Linked DNA regions of Oryzias latipes: region 1 is linked to region 2. A link is a contact called in public Hi-C data. All regions are on one chromosome and are shown on one strand. The core of a region is the stretch at or near the end of the contact, and the rest is flanking DNA. Distances in the headings are between cores, read along the strand shown. Region 1 holds the start of LOC101159178 (ubiquitin-conjugating enzyme E2 Q2). Region 2 holds the start of ubl7 (ubiquitin-like protein 7).

Region 1 (5,401 bases), core at 833-3,332, 170 kb after region 2:
GTTTTAAAAGGTAATTTTAAACATTCCTGTGGCTTTTACTGATCTTTTTTAAACAACCTTAGCTCCAAATGGGTTTAGCTGCCATCAGCTTATATGCAGTGTCTTTGCAAATATGGTTAGAATTTAGGTCACCAGTGCAACATCTGTGCAACAGAAAAAACAGACTGATGCTATCTTTTTGTCAAGAAAGGGGTCTTTGCCTGACATAATGTCTGTGATGCCAGAATGCTTCTTGGAAACAAGCCTGAGGAGACAAAACCTCTTTTCAGACAAATAATGTCTTTTATTTTTGAGAAAATTCAAGCCAGAAATTCAAAATGAAGTCATTCTACATGTCAAATAGTGTTCTCTATGACTAGAATTACACATGAATGTCTTACTCACACAAAATCCAAATTATCCAAAGACCTAGACTAATAGGTCTTGTGATAAATGACACAAAAAAGTGGAGAAAAAGGTCATGCCTACCCAAACAAAAGTAACTAAGTCATCTAGTACCCATGGAAACTCACCCATGTCTAAACAGTTAAGTATTTATTTGACTTCTACCAATGAAGCTCAACTAAAAAGGCTGCAAACATGTCTAAATGATGAGCAAAATCTTCCAGCTCTGAGCCAGTCTTGTCAGTTCGTGTTCAGTCAAGTGAATCAGTGAAGTTAAAATGCAAATAGAGGTTTACTTTAATCAGCTGTCACACAGCTTAAACGTGTTATTCGACAGAACAAGAAAACCTGAAGCGTACAATAATCAGCACACTAACCTAACCCAACAACCATCGTGACTTTTCTTTTGGGCTTAAAGCTTGTCACAATAAGGACCCCATCCCTGGCTGATGATGATTCAACGAAATTGACAGCTCTGCCATCTATTTTTACCCATATGTTCACACTGGAGCAGTACAAAAAAGGAGACATGGTTAACTTACCAGGGTGCTGCCTTTTCTGACATCTTCCAATCGCTCCAAAACTTGTGCCAAGCTCGGGTCATCAGAGTCTACGAACCATATTGGTGGCGTCGAAGGATAAGACTCCTGAAGGAACGGCGTAAAGAAATGCAGTTAAATAAATGCTAACGACCCACATTATGAGTATCACGAAACTAAACACAGATTTGCCAAGCGAAGAAACGAAACAAAAATACGCAGGAAAAAAAAAATGACGACGAAATTAGCATTCTGAACGTGTCGTTAGCCAAATGCTAGCTTAAGCTTCGCTTCCAAAACTTGACAGTTTAGCGATTACTACAGGAGTGATCATCTTTCATTCGTTCATATTAGAAAACAAACCACACAATGTGTCAAGCTGCAGAAAAAATGTTAAAACACGTGAGCAAGTTAAAATCACAAGTTTAAAAGCAAAAACGGGTGTCTGTGTGTGAAGCTAACTTCACTTGACTTGTGTTCCTAACCTGTCTCTACTCACCGTTATGTTACAATGGATAATTAACAGCTTCTCTCCAGTTACGTTAAATTGACAGCTCAGTTCGTCAGGCTTCCAGTCGATTATCCTGAATCGTTCGTGGTTTGGATCAAAAATCGACTCCAAAAACTTCAGTTCGGCCTTGAGCCCCGACACCGACATCTTCCACGCATCTCCGGCTGGGCCACGGGGGAGAGGGAAAAAGTCGGGACTTAGCTCTCAAGCTAGTAAGAGCAACACCGTTGTTTTCACATAAAGCTGGTCTTAAAAGTACCAAGAAGTGAAGGGCCGTCCGCCACAGGTAGCGCAAAATATGGAACCGCTACAATCCGTGTTCTGGTAAATTTCAGCGCAACTGCTAGTGAAGTGGCTAATGTTAGCTAAAATCTAGCAGGCTGCTAGCGAGCTAGCCGTTGTTGTTGTCTTTCCGTCTATTGTTGTTGTCTGCCTATGAAAGCAACATTTTCAGGCATTCGTGGTTCCCTGTGTCCGTTGTCTCACTGTCCCATCGGACAATTCTTTAATAAGAACTTGACCAGGAAACGAACATATAATCTTCACGATGTGACCAAATATCCCGTTAAAAGGATTGTGTTTTTCATCCCGGTGCAACTGTAGCTGGCCTCTTGTGGGGTTTAAAGATGGCGTTTGGCAACCTCCCCGCTCCTGCAGAATCCCAGCATGCAGTGCGTGTCAAATCTATTCAAAATTAAGAAAACTAATGTTGTTTAACGATCATACGAGCATAAAATGAAAAAAAGATGGGCACTAAAGGGGCTTTTTAATGGGGGGGGGGGGGGGGGGCATTCAAAAATATATTTTGTAGATTTAACTTCTGGCTGACTTTTCCAACATCTTGTACAATATAACATTTGTATCACTTCATGATATTATTTAAAAATATGATATTGTTATACTGAGAACCGAAGACAAAACTGTCTTACAATTTCTGTTTTTGTGTGATTTCCTATCTATTTGGGCCTAAAAAAAAACACCTTACAATTTTAATTTTTTTAAAAACGTTTTTTATTTTAATTTCCCAACATGTCTATTGAAGAGGACAACAGGACGATATTTCTGTGAAAATAGAACTCAATTTGGAAAATCAGAAAAAAGGAGTGATATTCACCCAAAAATGTTAAATTTTGTTCTAAAACAATAAAATTCTGTATCACTCTTTTGTTACATGTTGGACCATCTGCTACAGAGGAAGATCAACCGGTAAATTGAGAGCTTTGCTTATTGGCTCAGCTCTCTCCTCACCACAACAGACCGGTACAGCAATCGCACAACTACGGACGCTGCTCCGATCCGCCTGTCAATCTCATGCTCCTGTCTTCCCCCTCTGATGGACAAGACTCCAAGATATTAAACTCCTCCATCTGGGGCAGGGACACTCCACCCACCAAGAGATGGCAAACTACCCTTTTCCGGTCGAGAACCATGGCCTCAGAGTTAGCGGTGCTGACTCTCATCCCAGCCGCTTCACACTCGGCCACAAACCGCACTAATGCACACTGGAGGTCCCAACTTGATGAAGCCAACAGGACAAAGTCATCTGCAAAGAGCAGAGATGAAATCCTGTGGTCCCCAAACCAGACCCTCTCTGTCCATAAAAACTATGAACAGAACTGGTGATAAAGGGCATCCCTGCCGGAGTCCAACATGCACCGGGAACAGGTTTGACTTACTGACTATGCGAAGCAAGCTCTTGCTCCGGTCATGCAGAGACCGGACCGCCCTCAGTAAGGCTCCCCGGACCCCATACTCCCATAGCACCCTCCACAGAATATGGGGGACGCGGTCGAACGCCTTCTCCAAATCCACAAAACACATATGGACTGGATGAGCGAACTCCTGCATTCCCTCCAGCACCCTAAAGAGGGTGTAGAGCTGTTATACTGTTCCCACGCCAGGCCGGAAACCGAACTGTTGTTCCTGGATCTGAGGTTCGACGGACTCTCTTCTCCAGTACTGTGGAGAAGAGAGTCCTTGGCTGGCTGAGGCCTCCCGGGAAGGCCTCCCAGGGAGGCTGAGGAGTGTAATTCCCCGGTAGTTGGAACACAACTAAATCATAAACAGATCCTCGAAAATGTTATCAACGTACTGTGAAAGGTACGGGATTGGACTCCAGTATTCACAAACTTTGGAGTCATCTTGATAGGCAGGGCAACCTGCTAGCACAGGTGTAAACCTGTTATGATGGACGTTTAAAAAACACAAAAAAATCAAGTTAATTAAAAAAATAGCAGTTATTTTTTCCTGAATCTCATCCTCCTCGTCCTTTTCATCATCCGAAAGCTCCAAATCTGAATCTCCCTCAAATATCTGGTATAGAATCCTCTCTGCTTCACTTTTTTCCTCCTAAAATAATGTGCAGCCATTAAATACATTAAAATGGTCCTGATGTCCACTACAGTTGACATTCATTAAATGCCTGCTGTTTTAAAACATAAAACTATTTTCAGATCTAAAAATATTGTTTCTAACATGTTTATGACCAAGAATATATAATTATCATGGTAAAAAAAAAAAAGGAATAGATACAGAATATTTGACTTGCCTTTCACCTTTCCATAAAATGAAGTAAATGGTATGGCAGCCATCTTGGTAGAGGTAAAACTTGAAGTTCCCAGCATGCAAATGCATCACATGACACATCACTGGAAAGCCCAGGATGTCCTCTACACAGTAGAGTAGGAATTAGAAAGGTATTTCCTTAGAAACATACATGTAAACAAAATGTCTATTATAGAGGACATAAATGAGTGGGCCGGGTCTCAGGATATTACAATTTCTTATGCATATATTGCTATACTATATTATTTAACATATTATTTAGTTCACAATCAAGTTTCTACAGATTACCAGGGGCAGAGCTACGGTGGGGCCACCGTCCTCCCCCCACAGGCCCCCCCCACACCTCCAATTTTTGATTCAGTTTGATTGAGCATTGCAAAAATAACATTGAATTTACATAAAATTAATAAAATGTTCTTCACCATCTCACTTTCCAAGAATTTTTTTTTCTTATTTATTAATAAAGTGACTATTTGGACATATTTTTCAAAATATGTGCGGCCAGTGCTGAACTTTTTTTCTTGGCTGCACTTATTTTGAATGCTCAAAATATAGCCATACTTAAAATATTTGCTTGGTAACTATTCCTGTATTTACCATTACCCCTTATACATTCGATTAACTACAAAATGTAGCCCTGTATGTGCGAGCATTGCAGCAATAGGCATTTTGTTGGCATCTAATGGCTTTGACCAACACGAAATTCCATCCGTTTTTGCACTTGGTTGCACTTAGAATACATGGGAATAAAATCAGCTTAATTTATATTACTCTTACTTAAAAAAAACAACCTTTATTTAAAACAACAACACAAATGTTAGTGATTATAAAGACATTCTGGCTTAAATAATTAGGTGTGGCTAAAGTCAAGTTTAAAGTTTTGTGAGTACCTGCATCAAACGCTAATTTTACCTGCTAAATTTATGATTTTAATATACCAATAAATAAACTATAAATGTTTATTTCTTTTTTTTCCCTTCAATAATCAGTGCAAACTCCTCAGCATATTCCCTCCCTGGGTAAAACAGGGATTTGTCTTATTTTTGGCCAAAACAGCAGGATTGATACAAGTTTGACAGGTATTAATCACCAGGTCCTTAAACTGGATAAAAATGTCCCCTTTCTCATGCAAAAGTCCAAACGTGAGTTTTACCCTGTGAAACCAACACTAGGGAGCAGTGTTGGCCCAGTAAATAAAGAAAGTACTCATCATCAACAGATTACGGTAACATTCTTTCTAAAGGGCTATTAACATTAAAATATCAATAAAATAAGGCTACATGTCTCAGAGCTGCTCTCTACTGTAGCTGTTTACATGACGGCCTGTAAGACAGTTGCAGATCTTCCATCACAGAGAGGTCAACATAACCTGAACACCCTCACCCAGGTCTACAAATCCTAC
Region 2 (4,999 bases), core at 2,034-4,533:
GTATGTTATAAAACTGCAGTAATAAAGATAGAGTGACAATATTTCAGCAACCTGAAGAAGCTGAATCTTTGTTTATCCACCACATGTGGTTGTATATTTGAGTCTGTGGTTTGTAGAACAGTCCTATAACATCATTTAGGGCATTATAATTACTTCAACTTTCAGTATGTCTGTTCCAATGAAACTCTATATTAATCACAGACTTTTAGGCTTTATGAAAAATAGTAAGGAATTGAGCTTTAGAAGGCTGTTAAGTAAAGCCAGACTAACTTCCTGTCCTCCGTGAGGTTTATGCTTCCAGACTTGTCTTAAGCCCTCATGTGATTAAATTATTTTTTAAGAGTCTATTTTTTAAGAGTCTCCACTTTCTAAAGGTTTGACCATAAAAGTAGTTTGAACTCCAGCTGTGAGGGGCCGAGTGGACCCAGAAGGAGGAGTTATTGCCAACAGGAACGCACTTTCATCATTGTTGTTCACATGCATTCACATGATTTGGCACAAACTTTCTATTCAGAACAGTGTGGTCACCCATCAGCCTAGAATCATGTCTGTCAAAGAGGGATTGCTTTTCTTGCAGACAACGGGATTGAACACCCTGAATGCATCAAAGCAAAGAAAAATACTCTCTGCCATGATGAAATAAAAGAAGTCACATACCTAAAATTGAGATGATTCGCTGTATCGACCCCCGAAAGGACATGCCGAAAGGTGAACAACATATTGATATGACAGCATCACGCAGTTAATGCAGATTTTTCGGCTACACATGATGCCAATCTCCCATTCCACCACATCCCAAAGGTTCTCGAATGGGTTGAGATTGGATGACTATGGAGGCCGTTGTTGTCCAGTGAACTCATTGCCATGTTCAAGAAACCAGTCGGAGATGATTCCAGCTTTACGACACAGTGCTGTTTTATTCTGCTTGGAGTGGCCGTCAGATATTGGTACACTAGTCATAAAAGGATGGACATGGTCAGCAACAATACTCAGGTAGGCCATGGCATTGCAACCATGCTTAATTGGTACTAAGGGATCCAAAATGTGCAAAGAACTGTAGCCAATCTCCTATTGTCCAGATCCTGTGCGGACTGTAGCCTGAGTTTCCTGTTCTTGGCTAACAGGAGTGGCACCCGGTGTGGTCCTCTGCTGCTGTAGAGATCTGCCTCAGGGTTGGACATGGTGTGCGTTCAGAGACGCTATTGTGCAGAGCACGGTTAGAACCAGTGGGAATTTAAATTACTGATACCTTTCTATCAGCTGGCATCAGTCTGGCCATTCTCCTCTGACCTATGGCTTAAAGAAGGTATTTCCACCCACAGAACTGCCTCTCACTGGATATTTTCTATTTTTGGACCATTTTCTGGAAACTCTAGAGATGGTTGTGGGTGAAAAATCCCAGTAGATCAGCAGTTTCTGAAATACTCTGACCAGACCGTCTGGCACCAACAACAATGCCACATTCAAAGTCAAAACATGTTAAATGTACAACACAGTGTATGTAAATTACCTTCTTTCCCCATTCTGATGCTCAGTTTAAATGGCAGCAGACCACGTCGACATGTCTAAATGCATTGAGTTGCTGTCATGTGATTGGCTGATTAGAAATGTGTGTTAACTAGCAGTTGGACAGTTGTGCCTGTCCAACTGTTCAAGTGGCTCATGAGTGTGAATCTTGATATAATAAATAAATAAATAAAACTCTTTTTAAAGTTTTATTCATGTTAAACTTGTGAAAAAAAGTAAAAAATGAAATGAAATAGAGTAAAAAGGCAGACACAATTAAGATGACTGGCTCAAAGTTAAAAGCATAGAGACTTGTATTTACCACTTAAAAAAAACATAGTAAATTATAATAAATAAATGTTTAGTCCTTGACAACAGTCAAAATGTAATCCCATAAAAGGTTATTAGGTATTGGTCAGTGTCTGTTCCATTGTCTTCTGCTAACTAAACCAATGTAAATCTGAAATGCTTGGATCATTTTACAGATGGTAAAGTCTTCTCAAAAATGACTAGTATAAGGCTTTAGCATTTGCATTCAATATGTATTGTACCCCAGTTTTCTTTGGGGCCAGAATGATGGGGTGAAGTTCATTAGATTTGTAAATGTGTTTACTTTATTTTGAACAAAACAACTATATGAGTTAGAGTTTAATCAACGGTCCACCATGTTGAAAAGCGATAAATGTGCACACTCTCCATTTTGTTCAACAAGGATTAGGAAGAAGAAGCAGAGAGCTTTGTGAGCTCTCCCCATAAAATATGTATGAATGCAAAACATCAGTCTCTCACTCACACCTTCCATTATTCATTCAAGCTCACTATGTCTCCCTTCTATACTCAAAAACAAATACAATGATGGAACTGGAGGACAAGTGCTAGTGAGCTTTTCGTTTCACTCAGAATTAACACTCTCTGGGCTTGCATGCGCTCGCTTATGTTCAAATTTATCTGCAGATTAAACGCTTCAGAGAACACTCTCATCTTGGCTATAAGCAACATTAGATTTAGTGCAATACGTTTCCGGTCAAATTTATGGAAACACTGGAGGGACTGTCTTTTTACTTGTCATTGTAATTAAGGTTTTTACAGTGTAGTATGTATATGTAATCTTTTTATCTTGGTATTTATTCTTATCCTTTTTAATTAATTTGTTTGTATTAAGTATTTTCTATTAACTTTTTTATGAACTGTAACTATACACTGTACCTCAGCTGTGTATTCTTGACACTGTATTTTTTTTTTAAATGTGGTGGGTCTGTGTACTCCTTTTTACTGATTGGACCATGAGTCTGGAATAAATTCTATCTATCTATCTATCTATCTATCTATCTATCTATCTATCTATCTATCTATCTATCTATCTATCTATCTATCTATCTATCTATCTATCTATCTATCTATCTATCTATCTATCTATGAAACTTCATGGGATTAAGGAAACATGGAAGGACACATTTATGGTGTTTGAAAAATTTGTGCAATGAGGACAGAATTACAAACTAAATTGGTAATAAAGCAGCAGTTCAATGAAAACATCATAAAAAGTATTTTAAAAATATTCAAGGAAAGGTACACAAAGGACATATACTTGGCACGTAATTAGTTGATCATACTACTAACCCATATGTCCTCGTAGGCTCGTTTTTATGAAGTACCGCTGAGAAACAGCTGTGAAAGAAAATTAGAGGAAGTGGCAAACTAGACAGAAAAGTGTTCATGGGGATTTACGAATGTGCAACAGATGTGGAAAGGTTGAACAGGAAAGCGATGGGACAAGAAAAAAGGTCTTTGCTCGTGGAGTGGACGTGAACGCAACACGAGTCACGTGATTACAAATCCCGGAAGTGAAACGAGTGTCAACAGAGCGGTGAGTCTGCATCTTTCTTTTTATTCATAGGGTTGTTTCTTGTTCAGTTTTTAAATACATAAATAAATAAAATGTTCGGAAACTTTTATTTGAAATGTTCACAAGAAGCAAAATAATGTTTAATTAAGAAAAAACGTCACTACACGGCTGTCCTCTGTTCATTTTTTAAACAACCGTTTAGGTAATTGTTAGTATTGTAAATGTTCTCTAAACATGTAAACTTGTTTTAAAAGTCACTTGACAAAAAGATGCATCTTTAAGCAAAGGCACACATTTTCGGGTTAGCTTTAAGCTAACGGGGCATTCAAAACAGATGTCCCTGCTCTTGTTTGCGCAGACAATGATGGCGTCCTCAGACTGGCGCTTGTCTCTGAAACTGGCGGACCAGCCCAAATCCACCTTTCACTTCCCCGAGATGATGCCCGGAGATGTCCCACCTGGAGGATACAGAGTCGCCACCTTGAAGCAGCTTGTAGCAGCGCAGCTGCCAGACTCCGTCCCAGACCCTGAACTCATAGGTTTGTTAGCAGCAGAAATGGCTGCCTGTTGTTGTTGTTGTTGTTGTTGTTGTTGTTGTTGTTGTTGTTGTTGTTGTTGTTGTGTGTGTGTATAACTTGTTGTTCCTTGTTTTCCCAGAGCTGGTCCACTGTGGGCGAAAGCTCAAGGACGAGCTGACACTGGACGCCTGTGGGGTCCAGCCGGGATCCACAGTACACATTCTGAAGAAGACATGGCCAGAGCCGGAGAGCAGTCCAGGTCCGTGTCTGCTGCTGCGGTCAGAAGCTCTTGAAAGTCTCTCCCCATCACCGACACCTCGGCTCCGGATTTGTGTTTTTGCAGAGCCGGTGAACAGAGTGACTGCAGCCAGAGAGTTCCGGGTGTTCCACGCCGCTCTGCATTCGCTCAATTCAGCCTACAGAGACGCAGTGAGTCCATAACCAACAAAGACCCACTCTGTGTCCCGATTCCTTCACTACTCACTACATAGCCTACAAAGCTCCTAATACATGTTCTGATAACAAAAGTACCACAAAGATTTATTAATCTATTTATTTATTTATGTACTAAAAGTCTATATTAAAATTAGCAAGGCTCTAAAAAGAACTTAAATAAAAAAAAATCTCTTTTTGTCATTTTAAACTATTGGGTATATTTTGGAATTCGCTGAATGATATTAATAATTGTAGAAAATGTTTTGGAAACATCCATAAATCTTATGGATTGGATGGAAAAATCATAACTGTACAATTCTAACGCTTCCTGCTCAGTTTTTACACACAAGTGTGAGAAACCGAGCTTCAAAGCAGAGATGGCAAAACAGTTTACTTTTTTTTTTTAAAAAATGGGCAAAAAATTGTTCAAATGATGAAACTATATGAGATTCTACCAAACAGAAGTTGGATTTCGGAGCCAGAATCAGGGAGGACTGGAATCCCAGCAGCCCTCGGAGCGCTGGAACCCACAACATTTTTTTGGTCTTGCCATTAAAAACTGATCCCAAAAAAAAAGATCACCTAAAATCTGTTTTGTAGAATTCCAGAAATCTTTACAGCATGTTTTTACAGGTTTGTTTGAGTTTTGCAGTGATGGACTCTCATTTAATGTCTCACCTGGAGATCATTTCTC

What was found. Hi-C and Micro-C count contacts between places; a contact is called where the count stands out from the background.
Region 1: a Hi-C map of embryo shows a contact between it and region 2, with 2.5 times the contacts expected there. The contact joins the promoter of LOC101159178 here to the promoter of ubl7 in region 2. A contact is called at or near these places in 2 of 5 Hi-C or Micro-C datasets (both in embryo).

What each region holds. Positions count from the first base shown.
Region 1 is chr3:28,191,194-28,196,594 of ASM223467v1, forward strand. It overlaps LOC101159178 (ubiquitin-conjugating enzyme E2 Q2), which reads right to left and starts at 2,083. Exons shown (of 14, transcript XM_023953624.1): 1 at 1,694-2,083; 2 at 1,423-1,598; 3 at 927-1,031. The coding sequence starts at 1,581. LOC110013673 (a long non-coding RNA gene) reads right to left here. Exons shown (of 3, transcript XR_002872987.1): 3 at 4,985-5,401.
Region 2 is chr3:28,017,046-28,022,044 of ASM223467v1, forward strand. It overlaps ubl7 (ubiquitin-like protein 7), which reads left to right and starts at 3,284. Exons shown (of 11, transcript XM_004067296.4): 1 at 3,284-3,373; 2 at 3,711-3,891; 3 at 4,010-4,129; 4 at 4,214-4,299. The coding sequence starts at 3,714.